Regions from separate parts of the Sus scrofa genome. Here region 2 is linked to region 1. A link is a contact called in public Hi-C data. All regions are on one chromosome and are shown on one strand. Each heading gives the region's core, a stretch centred on a gene start, on an enhancer-like site or on the middle of the called end of the contact. The rest is flanking DNA. Distances are from core to core; before and after follow the strand shown.

Region 1 (6,521 bases), core at 2,028-4,527:
GGGTCTCCAACCTGCCACACTGACCTGCAAATTTCACACTAGTCCCCCAAATCACATGAACCAATTCCTTAAAATAACCCTCCCTGTCTCTCTCCTTCTGTCTCTTTCCCCCTCTTTACACACAGGCCCTGTCTCTCTGGAGAACCCTGCCTAATACAGGAGGCAAGCCTCCCCCAGGTCCACTATTCCCCTTACACACATCCAACATGCTGGCGTGTTTTATGCCCTGAGAAGGGGGAAGGTACAACACAAAGCAGAAAACTAGGCCCTGGGGGGCCTGCAGCTCTCTTAGGAGCAATCCCTCTGAATGGGTTTCCCTGCTGACCAGAGAGGAGACGAGCATGGCGAAGGGTCATCCAGAAGTTCTCCGTGAACGAGGGCAGGCAGCAAGTGGACAAGGAAGAGCAGCGGCAGCCTGAAGAGTGGGGTCTAAGCACAGTTCCTCTGGCCTTTTTGTTCCCCTAATAGAGAGAAAAAGGAGCTTAACTAGAACCCGCAACTGGGCAAGCCTAGAGGACCTTGGGACTAGGCCTGTGAGCATCCTGGGACTATTTCCAGGGGAGAATTTCTAGAAACCCAAGACTTTCTGTTGGAGTAACTGAGCATTGATGTTCTTTTAAATATCACCATCAATGGAACTTTATTTTAAATTCGCTTGTTAGAGGGATTTGAACATGTGAGTTTTATTTGCCTAATACCAATTTTTTTTCTTTTTAGAGCTGTACCTGCTGCACATGGAAGTTCCCAGGCTAGGGGATGAATCGGCTACAGCTGCCAGCCTATGCCACAGACACAGCAATGTGGGATCCGAGCCACATCCGTGACCTGTGCTGCAACTTGCGGCATCTAGATCCTTTACCCACTGAGCGAGGCCAGGGATTGAACTCAAATCCTCATGGATACTAGTAGGGTTCTTAACCTGCTGAGCCACAGTGGGAACGCCTGATACTAAATTGATTGGCTAATATTCTTGTGCAGATAAAGAAGCTGCCAACAAATTCACGGTTGTGGGATTAGCTAGAAAAATGGAATCAGTTTCCCAGCCATATACTCCCCATTTTTTTCTCTTCCCCTGGATTAAGCAGAATAAAACCAATTTCTTGATGGAAGATCCCTTTCAGTAAGTTAAGGATCCGGCATTGCCAGAAACTGCTGTCTAGGTCACAGACACAGCGCAGATCCAGAGTTGCTATAGCTGTGGTGTAGGCCAGCAGCCACGGTTCCAATTCAAACCCTAGCCTGGGAATTTCCTATGCAGCCCTGCAAAGAAAAAAAAAGATGCTATTCCTATTACTCCCCAGATTTTTGTTCTTTTTACTTGCAGAACAAATATCTCAGTGTGATATGAGAAGCCCTTTGAAACCTGCCCCCTGCTCTATAGCCATATCTCCCACAATTTCCGTTTTTGTTTTTCTTTTTAGGGCCACACCCCTGGCATATGTAAGTTTCCAGGGTCGAACTGGAGCTGCAGCTGCTGGCCTATGTCACAGCCACAGCAGCGTGGGATGGAGGGTGCCACGTCTGCCACCTACACCACAGCTCATGGCAATGCCAGATCCTTAACCCACTGAGTGAGGTCAGGGATCAAACCCGAGTCCTCATGCATACTGGTCAGATTGGTTTCTGCTGCGCCACGACAGAACTCCACAATTTCTGTTCAGTGATGTGATTCTACATTCTCCAGTCCTGGAACCCAGCAAGTCCATGCCCACCTTTTGCTCGTGAAAGAAGGATTTATCTGGATTGTTATCACAACAAAGGCCCATGTACAAAGGTCCTGTCCTAGTATGTGTGCACAAAGGGCCTTTGGTATTTAAAAAAGAAATGAGTAAGGCTACCAGCTCCATTGAGCCTCTTACAGCTCTGAGTAAACTCATATGAACTAAGACCCAGTTGTAAGAACTGGGGTTTACATCCAACTGGCTTTTTTGAAAGCTCCTGCCTTGTTGGTTTGGGTTATTTATATGCTTTGGTTTTGCAGAGGACCAAGTAGCATTTCCTCTTTTAACCATCAGAGAAAAGAAAAAAAAAAAAGTTTTGGTATTGCCAGAGGCTGAGAAATACACCCAAATACCTGCAACATGATGTGATACAGTCAGGGTTGGACTAGAGTGGAGCAGATGCTCAAGATGCTCTTTCATGTGATAAGGTTGCTACCTTGAAAAGTTCCCTTTCAAAGGGAAGAGTCTCTCATCTTCAAAGATCCCTTACGTGGGGGTTATCTCTGCTCCTCCCTGCTGAGCTGCCTATTGCTAGTTACCTGGTACACATTCAAGTTCATGAGGTGCTTGGGCTTTTAACTTTTTTTTTTTTCCTTTCTTTTCTTTTCTTTTTTTTTTTTCTAGGGCTGCTTGTGCAGTATATGGAAGTTCCCAGGCCAGGGGTTGAATCGAGCTGCAGCTGCCAACCGGCACCACAGCCACAGCAACATAGGATCTGAGCCTCATCTTTGACTTACACCACAGCTCACAGCAACACTGGATCCTTAACCCACTGAGCAAGGCCAAGGATTGATCCTGAATTCTCATGGACATCATTCGAGTTCATTACCGCTGAGCCACAATGGGAGCTCTGGGCCTTTTAACTTAAAAAAGCAATTCTGGGAGTTCCCATCGTGGCTCAGAGGTTAACGAAGCTGACTAGAAACCATGAGGTTGCGGGTTCGATCCCTGACCTTGCTCAGAGGGTTAAGGATCTGGCGTTGCCGTGAGCTGTGGTGTAGGTTGCAGACTCAGTTTGGATCCCGCATTGCTGTGTCTCTGGCATAGGCTGGCGGCTACAGCTCTGATTGGACCCCTAGCCTGGGAACCTCCATATGCTGAGGGAGCAGCGCAAGAAATGGCAAAAAGACAATAAATAAATAAATAATAAAAAATAAAATAAAAAAACAATTCTGAGGAATGTGGGAGGTCATAGCTGTGTGTCTGTAGACACTGCCCTTTTTGCCTTCTTTTTCAGAACTAAGATGAAGGTTTTCTTATTAAAGGGCAGGTGTTCCCTGATTTAGCCAAGAGGAAGATGGCCATGAGGGAGGTGGTTGAGGGAAGAAGCTGAACATTATTTCACTGCACAGCCTCTCTCTCAGCTTGACTTTTGAGCTTCTGCCAGTTCTCCCAGAATAAACTGGTCAAGAAAGCACAGATCCTCCGGCACCAACCCACTAGCAGCCAGCCCGCACCACATCTGCCCTGGCCTTTCAGAAAAACAGACACATATCTGAGTCAGTGTTGGCCTCTCTGAGGGAAACAGGGGCTGGCCTCCAGAATCAGGTGACAGTCATACTACTGCAAGCCTCATCACCAAGCCAATAGGAAGAGCTTAGTGTAAGCACACATCCTCTGCTTCTGGAATTCAGGAGCTGCAAGGAAGCCGCTTTCAAAATAGAAGAAGGGAAGTTCCCCTTGTGGCTCAGCAGGTTAAGAACCCAGAGAGTATCCATGAGGACCATGGTTCAATGCCTGGCCTGGCTCAGTGGGTTAAAGAACCAACAAAGTTGCAGACTTGGATCTGGTGTTGCTGTGGCTGTGGTATAGGCTGGCAGTTGCAGATCTGATTAGACCCCTAGCCTAGGAACCTCCATATGCCACAGGTGCAGCCCTAAAAGATAAAAGAATTTTAAAAATTTAAAAAGTAGAGGGTTTCAGGAAGCTGCAGCCTGCTGGGAGAGGAAGAATAAAGAACACCTTCTTACCTTAAAGTACAGTGGCAAGAGAGGAAGCCTGGGTTCCTAAGGATGGACCAGAGGAAGAAACTTAGCAGGCTGATGACCATCAGCCCAGCCATGATGACCATCATTTCCCTCAAAATGTGTATGTGACTCCTTTTGTTCCTGGAGGCTCTTTAAAGTTAGTACTCAGAGAAGGGAGGAGCCCTCCACAACCTCAACTGTAGAACAAGTACAGGCAAAGAGTGCTCATTTAGACATGCATTTATTTACTGGTCATTTCACTAATATTTATTGACAGCCTACCATGTGCCTGGTGGTGCATGGATGTTGAGGAGACAGTGGATAACTGGAGGGGCTGTACCTGGGCTGGGGGCAGCCTGGACCTACAGTGCTTCAAGACAATGGACAGGTGACCCTGAGTCCAAGCTGCCAAGGAAGAGCTAACCTGCACGGATTAGAAATGCAAATAGAGGGAGTTCCTGTTGTGGCTCAGCAGTAACAAACTCGACTAGTATCCATGAGGATGTGGGTTCGATCCCTCGCCTCACTCAGTGGGTAAAGGATCCATGTTGCCAGGAGCTGTAGTGTAGGTCGCAGATGCGGCTTGGATCTGGTGTTGCTGTGGCTGTGGTGTAGGCCAGCAGCTGCAGCTCTGATTCGACCCCTAGCCTGGGAAATTCCACATGCCTCGGGTGTGGCCCGTGAAGCAAAATAAATAAATAAATAAATAATTTTAAAAAAGAAAGATGAGAGAAAGAAAGAAAGAAAAGAAATGCAAATGCAAGTAGATGAAAATGTCAAGCCAAGTGACCTTTGGGTTGGAGGGACTGTCAGGATTATCTCTGATTCTTTCTTTTCTGACTCCCAGGGTTGTTTCTGTTATACTCAGGAAAATGACACTTAGTGACTCATGATCAATAGTGTGAACATTGAATTACTCTTCTAATTCAAACTTTTTTTCAGCAGCCTTCTCTCTGACCAACTGCATTGATTAGTAAGAAAATTAATGGGAATTATTCTATGCATTTATTAATATTTATTAATTTTTATTCCATAAATTTAATGGGAATTATTCTGTTATTACCATGGAATAGAGGTGGGGAGTATGTTTATTTTTCCTACTGTACACATTAAGAGATAACTGAAAGGTAAACTAACGTCTATCCCTGATACCATTTGTGCCTTGGTTTTATCAAAATAAATACACAACTGAGATAAAAAACAAGGACCTACTATATAGTACAGGATCTATATTCAATATCTTTTAATAACCTATAATGAAAAGGAATTCAAAAAAGAATTTACGTGTCTGTGCGTGTGTATCTAACTGAATCACTTAGTATACACTTGAAGCTAACACAACATTGTAAATTAATTATACTACAATAAAAAATGGTTAAAAATAGGGAGTTCCTGTTGTGACTCAGTAGGTTAAGAAACTGACATAGTGTTTGTGAGGATGCGGGTTCCATCCTTAGCCTTGTTCAGTGGGTTAAGGTGTTGCCGTGAGCTGTGGCGTAGGTAGGTCGCAGAGGAGGCTCGGATCCAGGGTTGCTGTGGCTCTCATGTAAGCCGGCAGCTGTAGCTCTAATTAGACCCCTAGTCTGGGAACCTTCATATGCCTCAGGGAAATGACAAAAAGACCAAAAAAAAAAAAATGTACAAGTGATATGAAAAGAAGAGAGAGGGAAGAGAAGGAGCAGGAGATGGAGCATTAAAAGGTCAGGAGCTGGCCATAGTGACACAGTATGACAGTGGGTAAAGCAAGACTGAAATTTAATAGTGTTATTTCCTGGGCTGCTTCTAACTACAGTCCCAGAAGTTTTAAACCTTTCTGAAAACTGATGAATGAAGATAATAGCCATTTATTCTCCTAATCTCAGTCTCTGAGCTTCAGAACGTGAAAGGTGAAGGAATAACAAAGTGCCAAAATGGCATCAAAATTATAACTGAAAGTCACATCCTGTTTTCTATTTTTACTTTTCAGGTCTTGAGAGAATAAGAAGCTTTAGGACTGGAGGCACCCAGAAAAGCCCTCTTGAAGTTGATATTTAGCTGGAAATTTATTTTATTGTGTATTTAAAGATATCTAAGGAAGAAACTTCAGTAGCTTCCTGGATAAATTACTCAGTGTTTAATAACTTCTTTAGCTTTCACCTAAATCTATTTTCCTGAGTTTATCTAAGACACTCTGGCTTTATGATCAGCAGTGTTATTATTCTACATTTTCACAATTCAGCATTCACAGTGCAACAACCCTCACTGAGCAACATGGGTCTCTCAGACAGTGGGATTTATGTGAGTTGGTTGGACAGGTGAGTTGAGGGGACTTAAAAAAAACTCCATCCATGGGACCAATGGATGAAAACTCTGTCATGAGCAAGTGTCAGAGCTCTTGCCTTGAGCTGTGGTGACTCACTGCATGTCCCCGGGCCCAGGAATCCTTCATGTTGTTTCTTCTCATTTACTACTTTGAAAAAAAAAAAAAAAAAATATATATATATATATATATATATTTTTTTTTTTTGTCTTTTTGCCATTTCTTGGGCCGCTCTCACGACATACGGAGGTTCCCAGGCTAGGGGTCAAATCAGAGCTGTAGCCACCGGCCTACACCACAGCCACAGCAACGCGGGATCCGAGCCACGTCTGCGACCTATACCACAGCTCACAGCAACGCCAGATCCTAAACCCACTGAGCAAAGCCAGGGATCGAACCCACAACCTCATGGTTCCTAGTCGGATTCGTTAACCACTGCGCCACGATGGGAACTCCTGAAATATATTTTTTAATGTCAGGTAGTTTTTTGTTTATTTATTTATTTAAATTGAAGTATAGTTGATTTACAAAGGT
Region 2 (6,521 bases), core at 1,229-3,728, 68 kb after region 1:
ACAAGTATGATTCTGTAAGTGCCGAAGCTAACGACAGTAACTGGAATGACGTAAAAAATTCCGGATATGTATCACGGTAAGACTCTTATCATAAAATATATGTGTGTGGTGTAGCTTCTGGTAGTAACTGAATCGAAGAAGAAACAGCCATCGATACAGAGGACAAACGGATGGTTGCTGGAAGAGAGCGGGTGGGGGTGGTGGGTGAAATAGATGAAGAATAGAAGAGTTGTTCATTCACCATCTGCTTTAAACCTCTGGTTATATAATAAATGTCACAGGGATGTAATATAAAGCATAAAGAATATGGTTAACTACATTGCAGTAACTTTGTGTAGGAGCAGATGGCTACTAGACTTATCATGGTGATCATTTCATAACGTGTACAGATGTCAAATCATTATGTAGTTAGCATAATATTGTATGCCAACTGTATTGAAAAAGAAGAACGAATTCCCATCGTGGCTTGGTGGTTAACAAACCTGACTAGTGTCCATGAGAATGTGGGTTCAATCCCTGGCCTCGTTCAGTGGATTAAGGATCTGGCGTTGCCATGAGCTGTGGTGTAGGTCACAGATGTGGCTCGGGTCCCTCATTGCCGTGGTTGTGGTGTAGGCCAGCGGCTACAGCTCCGATTCAACCCCTAGCCTGGGAACCTCCGTATGCCGTGGGTGCGGCCCTAAAAAGACAAAAAAAAAAAAGAAGAAGAAATGACCTCTAAATGTAGATCTTGTTTCACTTCTTTTTAAATGTGTGACTATCTAGGTAAATAAAACAGACTTATCCCTCAGATTTCTTAAACTTATTCAAAGTAATTTGTAAGAGGGATAGAAACAGAGTGTTATAAAAGTTTAGAATTACAGCCCCTGGGTATGTCAATTATTTCTCAATAAAACTGAAATGAAAAAAGAATTACAACCACCAAATTGAGTTGTTATTCAGATAACTTAGTTATTGAGGTTCTGCCATGTACTGGGCTTGGTACTAATAATACCAAATAGTAATTATTATGTTGCTAGAATATGATATAAATCTCCTGTGTTACTTAATCCTCAATTATTTATTTCATCTTTATTCTCCCTAGAGTAAGAAGTAGAAAAATAGGGAGAAATACACTAATAGAACTGATCATTTTTAAAAGCAGAATTGGGGAGATCCTGGTGACTCAGTGGGTTGAGGGTCTTTTATCATTGCTGTGGCTCTGGTTACTGCTGTGGCACAGGTTCAATCCCTGACCTGGGAACTTCCACATGCTGAGGGTATGGCCAAAAATGGACAAACAAATAAATACACAATAAAAGCTGAAGAGGGAGTTAGGTTACTTAAAAAGCAGCCCAGGAGTTCCCAGTGTGGCACAGTGGTTAACAAATCTGACTAGGAACCATGAGGTTGCAGGTTCGATCCCTGGCCTTGCTCAGTGGGTTAAGGATCTGGTGTTGGCATGAGCTGTGGTGTAGGTCGCAGACGTGGCTCGGATCCCGCATCGCTGTGGCTCTGGCGTAGGCTGGTGGCTACAGCTCCAATTCGATCCCTAGCCTGAGAACCTCCATATGCTGCAGGAGCAGCCAAAGAAATGGCAAAAAGACAAAAAACAAAAAAACAGCCCTTTCAAATAATTTGAAAGTGAAATAAAAGTAGAAAATCTGTTAGCAGTCTATCAGGTGTACATATTTGGGTGCTTTGTAGGATGAGAAATGGTTCTGTGGTTCAATCCATGTAATTTTCTTATTACATGGATTATTGCTACTTCTTCTCCTCCCCCTTTTTTGGTCACACCCATGGCATTCATAAGTTCCCAGCCAGGAATTGAACCTGGGCCACAGTAGTGACAACGCCAGATCCTTAACCCACTGAGCCACAAGAGAACTACTTCCCTTTGTTTTTGTATCATACTTAGTACTGTAGTGATATGAGGACAAGGAAAAAGTATAGAACCTTACTGCTTACTATCTAGGGTAATGGTTTTATGATCAAAATAATGAAAATTTCAGCTAAAATGTGTGTTATTTTGATTACCTGTGGACTTAATTTATCTAAGCTTCATTCATACTGTATCATCAAAAACTGAGAATCGACCATAATCTGTATGTATGTCTTAGCAAAATCTACTAGGTGAGTTACAAGTGGTAAGAGCGTTAATGCCCTTGCTGATAAGGATGCTAACTAATGCATTAGTGGCTGATACCTCCAGTGAGGGAGGGAGAAGTCGGGGTTCACCAGCTCCACCAGCAGTTCACTGCCCAGGCTGTTTGTTGTTCATTCAGCACTTATTCTGAACAGCTGTGTGCAGGCAGTATCTCAGGCTTTGGGAGAAATAAAAAGACTGGGCATAGCTCCTAGAGGAGCCTAACATCTCCAGGGGAAGATGATGCTAGATAAAACATAAAAAACATATCAGAAAAAAAGCCATGACTAAGTCACAGACTCTGGCAGTGATGATTCAAGAGGGTGTCATAAATGAGGTCACATTTTAATTGAACCATAAATCATGAGTAAGAGACATGCAGAGATGGGGGAAGAGTGGGCTGTGGTGGATAAATATATATTTGTAAGGCTGTTGTGAAAAGAATTGGAATAATGTACTCTAAAGTTGAATTGGACTTATTTTCCTTTCATTTTAATATGAAGAGAACAGCTGATTGTTTGTAAAATGCAGGAGCTCTGTATAGTACTCGATGTTCGTTGAGTGCCTACTGTGTTCTTGGCATTATTAAGAGCATGAACTCTGGATTCCGGTATGAGTTTAAGTCCTAAGCTGGGTCCTTAGGTGAGGCGAAACTTAAATTTATGGAATCGGTCATCATATCTAATTTTTTTTTTTTTTCAAAAGATGTTTCCATTTTCACAAGAGTGTTTTCTTTAATGTAGGAAGATAATTCAATTGGCCCTCCAGGAGTAGGACCTGAACTTCATGGGCTTTTGCATTTGGGGAGATGGATTTGTACTGAAGTACCTTGACTAGCTATTTTTAGGGATACAGAGTATTACTCTTCATTCTCTGTGAAGGTAATTGGCCCACGGAGGGTTGGGATCTATTGTCTTTCCTCCTCAACACTGTGCTCTAACCAGCTGAGCCAGCTACTAAATCAGAGTATGCAAGTCATAATGTAATAAACTTAGCCTTCTAAGGGACACCCAGGGTAATCTAATTCAGTCCTCCCCCATGTGGCTGGAAGAATAACTTCCATAGCATGCATTCATTCATTTATTAATTCATGCATTATTTGATGTCTGTCAGACTTTCTATTTGCCAGGTAAGCTCAGGCTTTGGAAATACAAAGAGGAAAAAAAAAAAAAAAAAGAATGCTTCCCTGCAGTCAAGGCCCCCACTATTCAGTGGCAGCAAGGAGAGAAAGCTATGTGTAAATAACCTAAAATATTGGGAGGGGAGTAAGTTTAAGAAGTCCACAGTACTCTATGCGTCATGCTCTAAGAACATCAACATGGACTTGTAGAGGTGGTGGATGAGCAGAATGAACTAAGAATAAAGTTTTAGTAAATAAATATAAAGAGGTAGGCTGACTTCATAGAGCAAATAGCAGAAGCAAAAGCCCTGAAATTTTGAAAGGCCATGGGTGCAAGTCATCTGGCATATACAGAGCAGATCAGTGAGTCGGGCACTAAAGGAGGAAATAGACTACAAAGAGGAGGCCCATCTGTAAGTGACAGATGTGAGTTAGCTTCCATCCAGATACCTTTGGTGCTGAGCATAGTGACCCGTGAGGCATGCCAGCAAATTTCAGATAGCTTTGGTTCCTCGAGAGAGTTCTGACTAAAAAAGAACTTAGGAGTTCCCACCATGGCTCAGTGGGTGAAGAGCCCGGCATTGTCTCTGTGAGGATACAGGTTCGGTCCCTGCCTGGCTCAGTGGGTTAAAGATCCGGCATTGACAAACACTGCAGCGTAGGTCTCATATGTAGCTCAGATCCAGTGTTACTGTGGCTGTGGTGTAGGCTGGCAGCTGCAGATCTGATTCAACCCCTAGCCTGGGAACTTTCATATGCCAAAGGTACAGCCCTAAAAAGAAAAAAAAAGTACTTAAATATAATAGGACTAATTAAAAATTTTTTCTGTAAAATACACAGGCACTGACATAAGATTAAAATATATTTTCTAATTGAGTACAGAATGCCACAGGAGGTAAAAGTTTAGAGAATTAAGGGTAGAATATTTTGATGGATGATAGAAAGTATTGGATAGGACAGAACAGTCCTAAAGTTGCTATAAGAATAAGTGATTAGAAAGGGAATGTGTGTGTATAACGACTGGGTCATTTTGCTGTATAGCAGAAATTGGCATATCATTGTAAATCAACTACAACTTAATTTTTTAAAAAAGAAAGAGTAAGTGAGTAACAAGTGATTCTCCATGAAGCAGAAGCTTTTTAATTTTTTAGAAAATTCCTAGGGAGGTGTTCCCTGCTGGCCTAGCGGTTAAAGGATCCAGCATTGTCACTGCTGTGGTGCAGGTTTAGTCCCTGGCCTGGGAATTTCCACATGCTTCATGCTCAGCCAAAAAAAAAAATACGTTTGCTTCATTTATACAAACAGAAAACAAAACAATGTTATTAGAATTTAAACTACACTATTTATTAAAATAAGTTCTATTAGACTTAGTTTATACGTTTTTACATATCGTAAGATTGAACTGATTATTACCTTACTATAAAATTTAAAACTACTTGCAAACTTTTTTAAATGTACTTTTTTTTTTTTTTTTTAAAGATATCTAACAGATTTTGAACCAATTCAGTGCATGGGTCGTGGGGGGTTTGGAGTTGTCTTTGAAGCTAGAAACAAAGTAGACGACTGCAATTATGCCATCAAGAGAATCCGTCTCCCGAACAGGTAATGAATGGTACTTTTAGTGAACTTGGAGTTGGGACTGTACTATGTAATCTCATAAGCAGTATGTCCTTCTTACTATATATTCCATAGAGACCAAATAAAACTTAGTTTCTGAGTGTTATGTTCTGAATGCTGCCAGGTAACCAACTGTCTAAAAAATATGATCTACATTGACCGCTTTGTATCTGCTTAAAAAAATCTGCCCTTGTTTGTTTGTTTTTGCTTTTTTGTTTTTTTAGGGCCACAGGTATGGCATATGAAAGTTCCCACACTAGGAGTCAAATCGGAGCTGCAGCTGATGGCATATGCCACAGCCACAGCAATGCTAGACCTGAGTCATGTCTGTAACCTATACCATAGCTCATCACAACACCAGAGCCTTAACCCACTGAGTGAGGCTAGAGGTTGAACCCAAATCCTCATGGATACTAGTCAGGTTCGTTTTCATTGAGCCACAATGGGAACTCCTGCCCATTCTTAACAACTCAGGACTTTTCCTAGAATGAATTTTAATAGCCACAGATACACAGCATCATTTAAAAATAATCTATATTGGAGTTCCCCTCCTGGCTCAGCAGTTAACAGAACCAAACCCTCATAGTATCCATGAGGATGTGGATTTGATCCCTGGCCTTGGTCAGTGGGTTAAGCACTGTTGCCATGAGCTATGGTTTAGGTCACAGACACAGCTTGGAGCCTGCATTGCTGTTGCTGTGGCTGTGGTGTAGGCTGGCCGATGCAGCTCCGATTCGACTCCTAGCCTGGGAACCTCCATATGATGCGGGTGCACCCCTAAAAAGACAAAATAATAATCTGTATTTATCATGGAAAAAAGAAAAGATATTAAAACAAAAACCATTTGTGTCTTCTCAATTCAGTAATAAACAGTTTTAACATTTTAGAATATTTTCTTTCGTTTTTTTTTTTTTCTGGTCATAAATTTACCTAGTTGATAGCACAGTTATCAGTGCAATTCAGTTTTATCTGTTGCTTCATTCGTTGAATCCTCAGTACTTTCCATGCTATTAAGAGTATTTTATTGAAATGCTAAAATATATTAAAAGTATCTTATGGTTAGATAATAGTCCAGTCAATACACATGCCATATCTTAACCATTTCTTATTGAATATTTAGGTTTCTCATGTGTTACAATTAAAATAACTTTATGGTGTCCATCTTTGGTATAAAATTTTGATCACATCTGTTCCTTAGGATAGATTTACTAGAAGTGGAATTTGTGGCTCCAAACAGAGTGATGCTTAAAATGATGGGCTTGGGGTTCCTGTTGTGGTGCAGTGGAAACAAATCTGACTAGTATCCAGGAGGATGTGGGTTCAGTCCCTGGCCTTGCTTAGTGGCTTGGGGATCTAGTGTTACTATGAACTGTGGTATAGGTTGCATATGTGCCTCAGATCTCAAATCGCTGTGGCTGTGGCATAGGCCAGCAACTGTAGCTCCAATTCGACCCCTAGCCTGGAAACTTCCATATGCCAGAAGTGTGGCCCTAAAAAAAAAGAAAAAAGAAAAAGATGAAATGAAATAAAATAAAATGATGGGCTTCCATTAATACCTTCCTTCGAATCTACTGTGGAAGTTCCTGTGGATTCTTGATTAAATGTGCACTATTGCTGAGCTGTCTTCCTAACCAGTACTTAAACATGCTGTCCAACAGA

Evidence for each region. Hi-C and Micro-C count contacts between places; a contact is called where the count stands out from the background.
Region 2: a Hi-C map of embryonic fibroblasts shows a contact between it and region 1, with 2.0 times the contacts expected there. The contact joins two enhancer-like sites. A contact is called at or near these places in 1 of 5 promoter capture datasets (liver), 25 of 47 Hi-C or Micro-C datasets (blood, embryonic fibroblasts, fetal heart ventricle and 11 more) and 2 of 2 datasets of contacts at active chromatin or transcription factors (alveolar macrophages and skeletal muscle).

What each region holds. Positions count from the first base shown.
Region 1 is chr3:57,405,349-57,411,869 of Sscrofa11.1, forward strand. It overlaps LOC102164763 (a long non-coding RNA gene), which reads left to right. Exons shown (of 5, transcript XR_001306050.2): 5 at 5,655-6,129. Among named protein-coding and RNA genes, the nearest start is that of EIF2AK3, 15 kb to the right of the region's middle. Within about 2 kb of position 3,278, at least 15 of the 83 cell types and tissues checked have an H3K27ac peak or open chromatin away from gene starts, as enhancers often do. A contact at or near this core is called in alveolar macrophages and embryonic fibroblasts, where this site is marked.
Region 2 is chr3:57,473,898-57,480,418 of Sscrofa11.1, forward strand. EIF2AK3 (eukaryotic translation initiation factor 2-alpha kinase 3) reads left to right here. Exons shown (of 17, transcript XM_003124925.4): 10 at 1-76; 11 at 4,725-4,847. Among named protein-coding and RNA genes, the nearest start is that of TEX37, 51 kb to the right of the region's middle. Within about 2 kb of position 2,479, at least 4 of the 83 cell types and tissues checked have an H3K27ac peak or open chromatin away from gene starts, as enhancers often do. A contact at or near this core is called in alveolar macrophages and embryonic fibroblasts, where this site is marked.